3 separate regions of the Sus scrofa genome follow, and all the other regions are linked to region 2. The links are chromatin contacts, called in public HiChIP or PLAC-seq maps. All regions are on one chromosome and are shown on one strand. Each heading gives the region's core, a stretch centred on a gene start, on an enhancer-like site or on the middle of the called end of the contact. The rest is flanking DNA. Distances are from core to core; before and after follow the strand shown.

Region 1 (2,700 bases), core at 162-2,661, 340 kb after region 2:
CACCTCTCCGCTTCCAGGTGCTTAGAATAATTATTTACTGCAAGTTACTTCGGAGGGTGAAAGTCACAACTGGCACTGAAATTCCAGAGAGCAGAGAACTGTTAAGTTCCCTAGTTCTGAAAAGGAGCTTAGGAAGGATGTATAATTGGAAGACTGCAACATGCTTTAAAAAGTAGGACGTCACCTTTGATCCTGACATTTTAAAATGTAGTATCTTGATGTCTTTACTTTCCACATTTATCTATACATACTTTTAGTTGAAAGGTTTAGATATTTTCAGGTGCTGGAAAATCAAAGTTTTATTTTTCATCGATCGTCCAGAAGGTGGGAGAATTTTCTAGGGTATTTGTGTTTTCATCTGTTTCAAGTATGTTCTTGCCTCTGGTCTGAGATTAGGTTAGAGATAATGTTTTAGAGAAAGAAGACAAGGCTGCACCTTAAATAGCTGAGTACACTCAAGGTACAAGATAAAGAAGCCGTCTATTCAGTACCTAGGCTGATAAAACCGAGGTATATCTGTAAATTTTAGGTTTATCGCCTGTTCAGCCTCCCTGGCCCTTGGTTAGGAAGGGTTATAAAACACAACCAAACTGCTGAAAACGAGCTTGGTCTTAAATGACATATGACCAGCAATTCCGTGTACGGAACATTCACAGATACGCTGCATCAAATGAAAAAGTCAGTCAGCTGTACAGGGCGGCAGTAGCCGCCTTAAGTAGAAAGCATTTTCCAAACAAAAACAAAAACAAAAAACGGCATCACCTGCAACATTCCTGCCTCCCTTCCTTGGAAATGGAATGAATTGTGGGTCACGTGACATCCCGCTCTAGGCTGAACTCTGTCGGGGTGGGGGAGCGGGGGCTATGGAGGTCGCCTCTTGCCACCACTAACAGCAGTTCATCAGTTGCTGGACAATTATTTGAGGTCTCCCGTGGCTGAGTTTAAGGAAACGTTTTTATTCTCTCTCGGGAAAACCTACACCCTACCAGTGAAATATAATCCAGATTGCCAAGAGAAGCCCCAGATTCGTGTCCCTGATTCGTGTCCTGGAGTCTCGAAGGGTCTGAACATAAACGAGCCCCGATCCTGCTACAGAACAAGACCGTGTAAAACCTCGCGTCAGGTGCAAGGCGGCTGGACTTCCTTCGACCTCAGGGGCGCTCTCCACCGCGCGATGACGCCGGGCCCTAAGCGCGCTGCCAGCGCGGCGCTTGAGGTCGGCGGGCCCCTTGCTCTCCGACTCTTAGTCCGCTCGTTTCCGGCCGCTTCTTGCGTCTTCCGGGAGAGGTGAGGCCCGAGGAAAACCTTGAGCCACGCCGGAGCTCCAGCGCCCGCTCAGCCGTGCTCTGCCCGGACCCCGGGCAGGCGCCGTCCATCACACGTCACCTGAAGGGGGTACTTAACTCCCACACTGGAAGCAATGGCGCCTTCCCCTGGAGAACGCCGGGAATGGGTCCTCCCGGAAGTGACCTCACCGCCTCCTTGCGCAGCGCCCGATCCTACCGGAAGTGGCAGGCGGAAGCCGGTGAATCCCGTCCTGTGGAGGGCGAGGTGACCTCGGTTTGGAGAGTAGGGTCCGGTTGCTCGGTCTCGGTGGCCCCGGGAGGGATCAGGAGCTTTGGGGAGGACCTCGGGTTGGGGACGGCGCATCCGGAGCCTGAACCCAGCGCTTGTTGTCTTTCCGTCTTGCAGGCGCAGGTGCGATCATGGGTCGCGAGTTTGGGCATCTGACGCGGATGCGCCATGTGATCACCTACAGCTTGTCGCCCTTCGAGCAGCGCGCCTTCCCGCACTACTTCACTAAGGGCATCCCCAATGTGCTGCGCCGCACTCGGGCGTGCATCCTTCGTGTTGCGCCGCGTGAGTGTCCTGGCTGGGCGGGCGGTGGGGGGGGAGCTGGACTCCTAGTCACAGTGGGAACTGCGGGTCCCCTCAGTGCTCTGCTACGAGTAGGCACTCTGCAGCTCTCTGTACACACGTTTTCTCGTTGAATATTCCTGAAGGCCCTTGAACTGGTCATATCATCGTCCCCATCTTCCAGATGACAGGGGTGAGTCACATAGAACTTATATGACTGGTCCAAGGTCACTTGGGACGCCAACGTCTTCCTCTGAGGTCACCTTTACCCACTTTTCCCTTAGCGCTGAACTGTTTTGTATTAAGGGTGCAGCTAATAGGATAATTGCACATCTTTGTGACTTTGCTACCTATAGAAATATATTTCAAAATGGTTAAATGATAAAGTTCATGTTACGTGAATTTTATCTCAGTTATCTCAGTATTTTAAAAAGTGCAACAGGGGAGGGATAGGCACACATTTTCCTGGGTAAACCCTTTTTACATACCTGCAAAATGGGTGTGTAATGTAACCTTTCTTGATCATCTGTTTTAAGAGTGTTTTCTTAGAAATTACAGGCAGGAGAAGTTCCCGTCGTGGCGCAGTGGTTAACGAATCCGACTAGGAACCATGAGGTTGCGGGTTCGGTCCCTGCCCTTGCTCAGTGGGTTAACGACCCGGCGTTGCCGTGAGCTGTGGTGCAGGTTGCAGACGCGGCTCGGATCCCGCGTTGCTGTGGCTCTGGTGTAGGCCGGCGGCTACAGCTCCGATTCAACCCCTAGCCTGGGAACCTCCATATGCCGCGGGAGCGGCCCAAGAAATAGCAACAATAACAAACAACAACAAAAAGACAACAAAAGGAC
Region 2 (2,700 bases), core at 69-2,568:
TTCTCTTATTATTCATCTTGCATAGCTGAATTGTGCTCTTTTTTTTTTGACAGCCCCAAGGCATATGGTGTTCCCAGACCAAGGATCAGATCCACGCTGCAGTTTTGACTTAAGCCACAGCTGGGGCAATGCAGGATCCTAACCCACTGTGCGGAGCTGGGGATGGAACCTGTGTCCAAGTGCTCCCAAGATGCTGCTGATCCCCTTAGGCCACAGCAGGAACTCCACTCTCTCTTTTTTTTAACAGTGGCATCTGCAGCATATGTAAGTTCCCAGGCTAATGTCAATTAGGAGCTGCAGATGCAGGCCTAAACCATGGCCACAGCCATGGCAACACTGGATCGAAGCTGCAGGTGGGGCAAGGCCAGATCCTCAACCCACAGGGTGAGGCCAAGGATCCATTCTTAGGGAGACAATGTCCAGTTCTTAGGGTCCTTAACATGCTGAGCCACTACAGGAATTCCTGAACCTCTTACTTGGTTTTATTTTTTTAGGACCATACCTGTGGCATATGGAAGTTCCCAGGCGAGGGGTCCAGTTGGAGCTGTTCACAGCAACGACAGATCCAAGCCACATCTGCAACCTCCACCATAGCTCACAGCCAACACCAGATCCTCAACCCACTGAGAGGAAGGCCAGGGATCAAACCTGCATCCTCATGCAATCCATAGTCGGATTCGTTCCCCCTGCCTTACAATGGGAATTCCCTGAACCTCTTATTATAAAGGGATCTATTCCTGGCATGTGGTGGTACTTTCAAGAATGGATTTCCTTCACATATTTGCATAACATGTTATAGTTTTAAAACAGCTTTTTGGCTTTTGGTCTACAATAGCAGTTTACAAACTTGGTATTAAACACCTTTCTACACTCGAGCTTTTATGTGAGTTATAACTATTAATATTTACTCAGAACTAAAATTGAGATTTTTTTTTTTAAATGCACAACACTATACAAACACGTTAGCCATCATTGCAATTGTGTCTCCATACGTCATGTGATGACTAGAAAACACTGTACGTTAGGGAGCGAATGAAGCGCAAAAGCAAACAACGTGTTACTATTGTTAGAAAAAGTTTTCACACGAATGGACACCGGACCCCATTCCGCTGTAGGAGACCCGAGATCACGCTTTGAGAATCGCTGCCCATCACAAGTCTTTGTAGTCCGTTAGCGTTAACTCCTCCCGGTGCCGCCTTGCCCTTAACAGAGCAGAATCCACGCCAAGGGGGACCGGGTTCACACTCCCGTAAGGAGGGACGGCTTCCGGAAGCCAGAGCTGCGCGCGCACCGCGAGCCTCTGACTTCCCGGCGTGCCCCGGGGCGGCGTAAAAGCGCGCCGGCCGCAGAAACGCTTACGTGACCCGTGGCGCAGCGGAGGTGGTAGTCTGTGAGTGCCCACGGTTGCGGGGGTCCCTAGGCGTGGGTTCTGCGGCTCCCGCTGGCAGCCCCGGACTGGCCCCCACCCCCGCTTTCGCCCTCCTGCCAGGAAGGAAGCCCGTGTGGGAGGAACGGTTCCAGCCGGAGCCTTCGCTCGCACCTGGAGCCTCCCAACCCTGGTACTCCCAACCCTGGTACTCCGAACCCCGGTACGGAGTCCTTAAGGCCCACGCTCGCCCTCCTCCGGCCTCACTGCTAAAGCTTGGTGGGCCCCCGGCTCTACACCCTTGGTGTTGAGAAAAGAAATAATTTGCAAACATGTCCCGGATCGAAAAGATGAGCATTCTGGGCGTACGGAGTTTTGGAATAGAGGATAAAGATAAGCAAATTATTACTTTCTTCAGTCCCCTCACAATTTTGGTCGGACCCAATGGGGCGGGGAAGACGGTAAGTCTTGAGTATCCGCCTTCAGTTTACAGGTCGCCACATTTTACAAATCTGAGGAGTAAAATACCTGCAGAGTTCGGAACTCTTGATTAGGAAGAGAGGAGTCTTGTCTGGCTCAGCTCCTGGGGCCCCGAGGTGTACCTGGGCTTCCGGGTGACTCCCGGCCGCGGGGCGTGGCTTGGTGTCCCTTCGGGCCACAGCGACTTCATGTACCCACCAAACACGCTCCTGTGTCCAGGCCAGTCCGATGGACAAGGTTTCTTTGACAATCCCAAGGGGCCAGGAGCTACCTCAGCGAGCTCACAGTCCCACAAGAAGCCTTTTTGTCCTCATTGATATTTTTTGAACGCTCCCTAGCATAGCATTCACTTCTGGTAGTTATCCCAGTACAGGGTTTATTTAAAATTATAAAGTGTAAATATGTGACTTTTAGAAGAATCTCTATCCGACTGAGCATAATACATGATAAATAAATGACATAATTTAAAAATGAAACTTGCATTGGGGCTTGGTTAAATTGGAAACTATTTTGTTTTTAGGATGCTCTTCCCTAATCAAAATTAAAAATTGGAATACAGCTTACACTGACGTTTTAAAGCCCTGGAAATATTTAGAAATTTGAGTTGAGCCCAGGATGGAATGCAGTTACAGGAAGAGAGTAGCCAAGAGGCTCTGATTTGAAAGGGTGGTTTGAGAAAAAGCCAGGTGATCCATGGTAATAGGGAGAAGAGTAAATGAACTGAAAAGTGTAGAAAAAGAGATAAGGTTTAACGTTGAGAGCTGAGTGCCAGACTCTTGTCTACTTTTATTTGTTTATGTAAAAATAATTGAATGGTTATTATGTACCTAGCTTTGTATTGAGTGCGCCACCTA
Region 3 (2,700 bases), core at 153-2,652, 290 kb after region 2:
TCATTTAAACATCATATATTTTTAAAGAATAGTTATTGTCATTGGGGGAAGCACTCACACTATGAAGTGAGGTTACAAAGAAGGTCAAATGCATTCCAGAAATAGCCGAAGATGGAAATTGTCTCTGGGCAAAGGGTTTGGGAAAAGGGAGAACTTTCCTATGTTCTCTTTTTTTTTCCCCTTCGGTAAGAATAATAGAAGCGACTATACTGCTACTAATAATTTGAATGTTTACTGTGAGCCAAGCATTGTTGTAAGTGCTTTACGTCCATTCTCTCACTCCTCACAGCCTGGTGACCTGAGTATAATTAGTACCATCTCCTTACCCCTTCACAGATAAGAAAATTGAGGCACAGAGAGGTCAAGCAAGTAGCCCAATGTAGAGCCAGGATTCAAGTGTGGAATTTTGACTCTAGAGTTTTGCTCTTTTTAACTACTAAGGTATGGTGCCTCTGGTGATATCTTTGAAGGATTGTGTTTGCAAATTAAAAAACTGATCTCACCTTTGCCCTGGCTGCTCCCTTTGCTGAAAAAGCTTCTTTTCCTACCTAGCTACCTAACCACCGCCCCCCCCCCATCTCTTCAAGCCCTTGCTTAGCTGTGGCCTTTACAAGGAGTCCTGCCCCTAACACAGGATTCAAACTTGCAACCTGCCCCTCCGTCTTACTCTGCTTTATTTTTTCCATAGCATTTCTCCAACATATTATACAATTTTCAGATTCACCCATCACGTCTCTTTGTCCCTCCCCCTCCTCCATTACCACGCAAGCTGCACGAGGTCAGCTGTCTTGCTTACTGATGTATCACAGACTGAAAGGGCACTGGCACAAACGAAGTGCGCAACAAATATTGGTGAAGTGAATTTTTTAAAAAAACACGATTCCAATTTTGCTTTCTTACAGTAAAGCATACACATGTATACACATGCGTATGGGGGAGGGAGGAGAAAAAGAGTGCAAATGTTATTAATGATTTCAAATGCTATTTTCCTTAGGCTTTCCTGTGGGTTTCCTCCCAAAATTCGATGCGAACATGTATTATTTTATCATAAGAAAATTGCTGTTTAAAACGTCTCTTCTAAACCTCGGATGGCATACGTTGCCATCCGCAGCAAACGGTCTTCACCGCAAGTTGCATGAAGCCGTTTTTCCTGTGTGAAACGCAGTCAACAATTCAAGAGGTAGTGACGATTTTCAAATAAAGTATTGCTTTTAAGCAATCGCCCAGTATTTTGTGGTGGTTAAATATTTCAGAAAGGAGTAAAAATCCTTGCCTCGCCTGTAGACCGCGGCATCCCTGGCGAACACACCCACCTAGCAACCGGGAGCCGAGCTGAAGCCTGGCACTGCGCCTTTAATTCTCCAATTGGGAGGGGCGGTGGAGAATTTCCGCTCCCCTACTCCCACCGCGGCCCTGGTGGCAGCTGTCACCTGTAAGGCGAGCACCGCACGCAAGGGGATGGAGCCCGGCGCCCATTGGACAGAATATAAAGGCAGAAACCTACCCCGAAGACTGGGGGCCCCCCGGGGCGGCGGCGGGGGGCGCGCACCGCGGCCCCCAGCTCCTTTTTCCGCGAGACTCCCGGACTCCGCGGCGCGGGCGTGACCAAGGTCCAGCCTCGGGGACACGCCCGTCACGCCTCGGTGACAACGATCAGGTGAGCCTGGCCGAGGCGGACTTGACTCCCGGAACCCGGGCTCCTGCACTTCCCGGCCGGCGCCGCGACGTACACCTGCCGCGCAACCGGGAGCCGCGGGTCGGTGGGAGGGGGGCGGCCCCGGCTTCCCTGCCGAGAGGGTACGGACCCTGACCATGGCGCTGGCCGCGGCCGCGGCCGCTGCGGCCGCCGGGGTGAGCCAGGCGGCGGTGCTGGGCTTCCTACAGGAGCACGGCGGAAAGGTGCGCAACTCCGAGCTTCTGAGCCGCTTCAAGCCGTTGCTGGATGCAGGCGACCCGCGCGGCCGTGCAGCCCGCAGGGATCGTTTCAAACAGTTTGTCAACGACGTGGCCGTGGTGAAAGAGTTCGACGGCGTCAAATTCGTGGTGCTGAGGAAGAAGCTGCGGCCCCGGGAGGGACCAGAGCCCCTGACCACCTGCTGGAACAGCACCCCGGGGACACTAGCCCCGCCGTCGAAGATCACTTCCGTCTCACAGGTGGAAGCCGCTGCCTCGGGCACTCCATCCTTGGCCTCCGAGCAGAAGGCGGTGGAACCACCTAGAGACCCGGCTCCACCATCAGAGTCGCAGGACACCCTCGGGGCTCCGGCCTCCGAGCCCACTCTGCCAACCAGGGAGCTGCTGTTAAGCCCGGCCCTGCAGTCAGGGGGGCCCTCGGACCCGCAGATTCCAACTTTTGAGCTATCCCAACCCTCCGAGGGGCTCTCTGCAGACGTGGCTCCACCGTCTAGGGCACCTTCGGAGGCAACCTTGACCCACGCAGAGCCGCCAGACCTGGAACCTGGGCCTAGACAATCAAAAGGGCCGCCACCGCCCCCGTCACCGCCACCGCCGCCTCCGCGCGCGCCGCTGCAGAAGCCCTGCATGCTGCCGGTGCGCTGCGTCCCGGGTCCCTTCCGGATCCGGACGGAAGATCAAGGCCTGCGTCGGCAGCTGTCGGAGGAGCCCAGCCCTCGGAGCTCCCCGCTGTTGCTGCGGCGGCTCTCGGTAGAGGAGCCTGGCCTAGGCCTCAGCCTGGGTCCG

What was found. HiChIP or PLAC-seq counts read pairs in DNA pulled down with a chosen protein or histone mark.
Region 1: an H3K27ac HiChIP or PLAC-seq map of alveolar macrophages shows a contact between it and region 2. The contact joins the promoter of LOC100524308 here to the promoter of RAD50 in region 2. A contact is called at or near these places in 1 of 5 promoter capture datasets (liver) and 1 of 2 datasets of contacts at active chromatin or transcription factors (alveolar macrophages).
Region 3: an H3K27ac HiChIP or PLAC-seq map of skeletal muscle shows a contact between it and region 2, with 7 times the contacts expected there. The contact joins the promoter of SOWAHA here to the promoter of RAD50 in region 2. A contact is called at or near these places in 2 of 5 promoter capture datasets (fetal liver and liver), 2 of 47 Hi-C or Micro-C datasets (fibroblasts and liver) and 2 of 2 datasets of contacts at active chromatin or transcription factors (alveolar macrophages and skeletal muscle).

Annotation. Positions count from the first base shown.
Region 1 is chr2:135,184,955-135,187,654 of Sscrofa11.1, forward strand. LOC100524308 (cytochrome b-c1 complex subunit 8) reads left to right here and starts at 1,412. Exons shown (of 3, transcript XM_003354278.4): 1 at 1,412-1,551; 2 at 1,693-1,860. The coding sequence starts at 1,707.
Region 2 is chr2:134,843,142-134,845,841 of Sscrofa11.1, forward strand. It overlaps RAD50 (DNA repair protein RAD50), which reads left to right and starts at 1,319. Exons shown (of 25, transcript XM_003354274.4): 1 at 1,319-1,827. The coding sequence starts at 1,699. All of the region lies in intron 13 of SLC22A5 (solute carrier family 22 member 5), which reads left to right. It also overlaps a transcript of IL5 not described here.
Region 3 is chr2:135,137,876-135,140,575 of Sscrofa11.1, forward strand. It overlaps SOWAHA (ankyrin repeat domain-containing protein SOWAHA), which reads left to right and starts at 1,403. Exons shown (of 1, transcript XM_003123927.4): 1 at 1,403-2,700. The coding sequence starts at 1,813.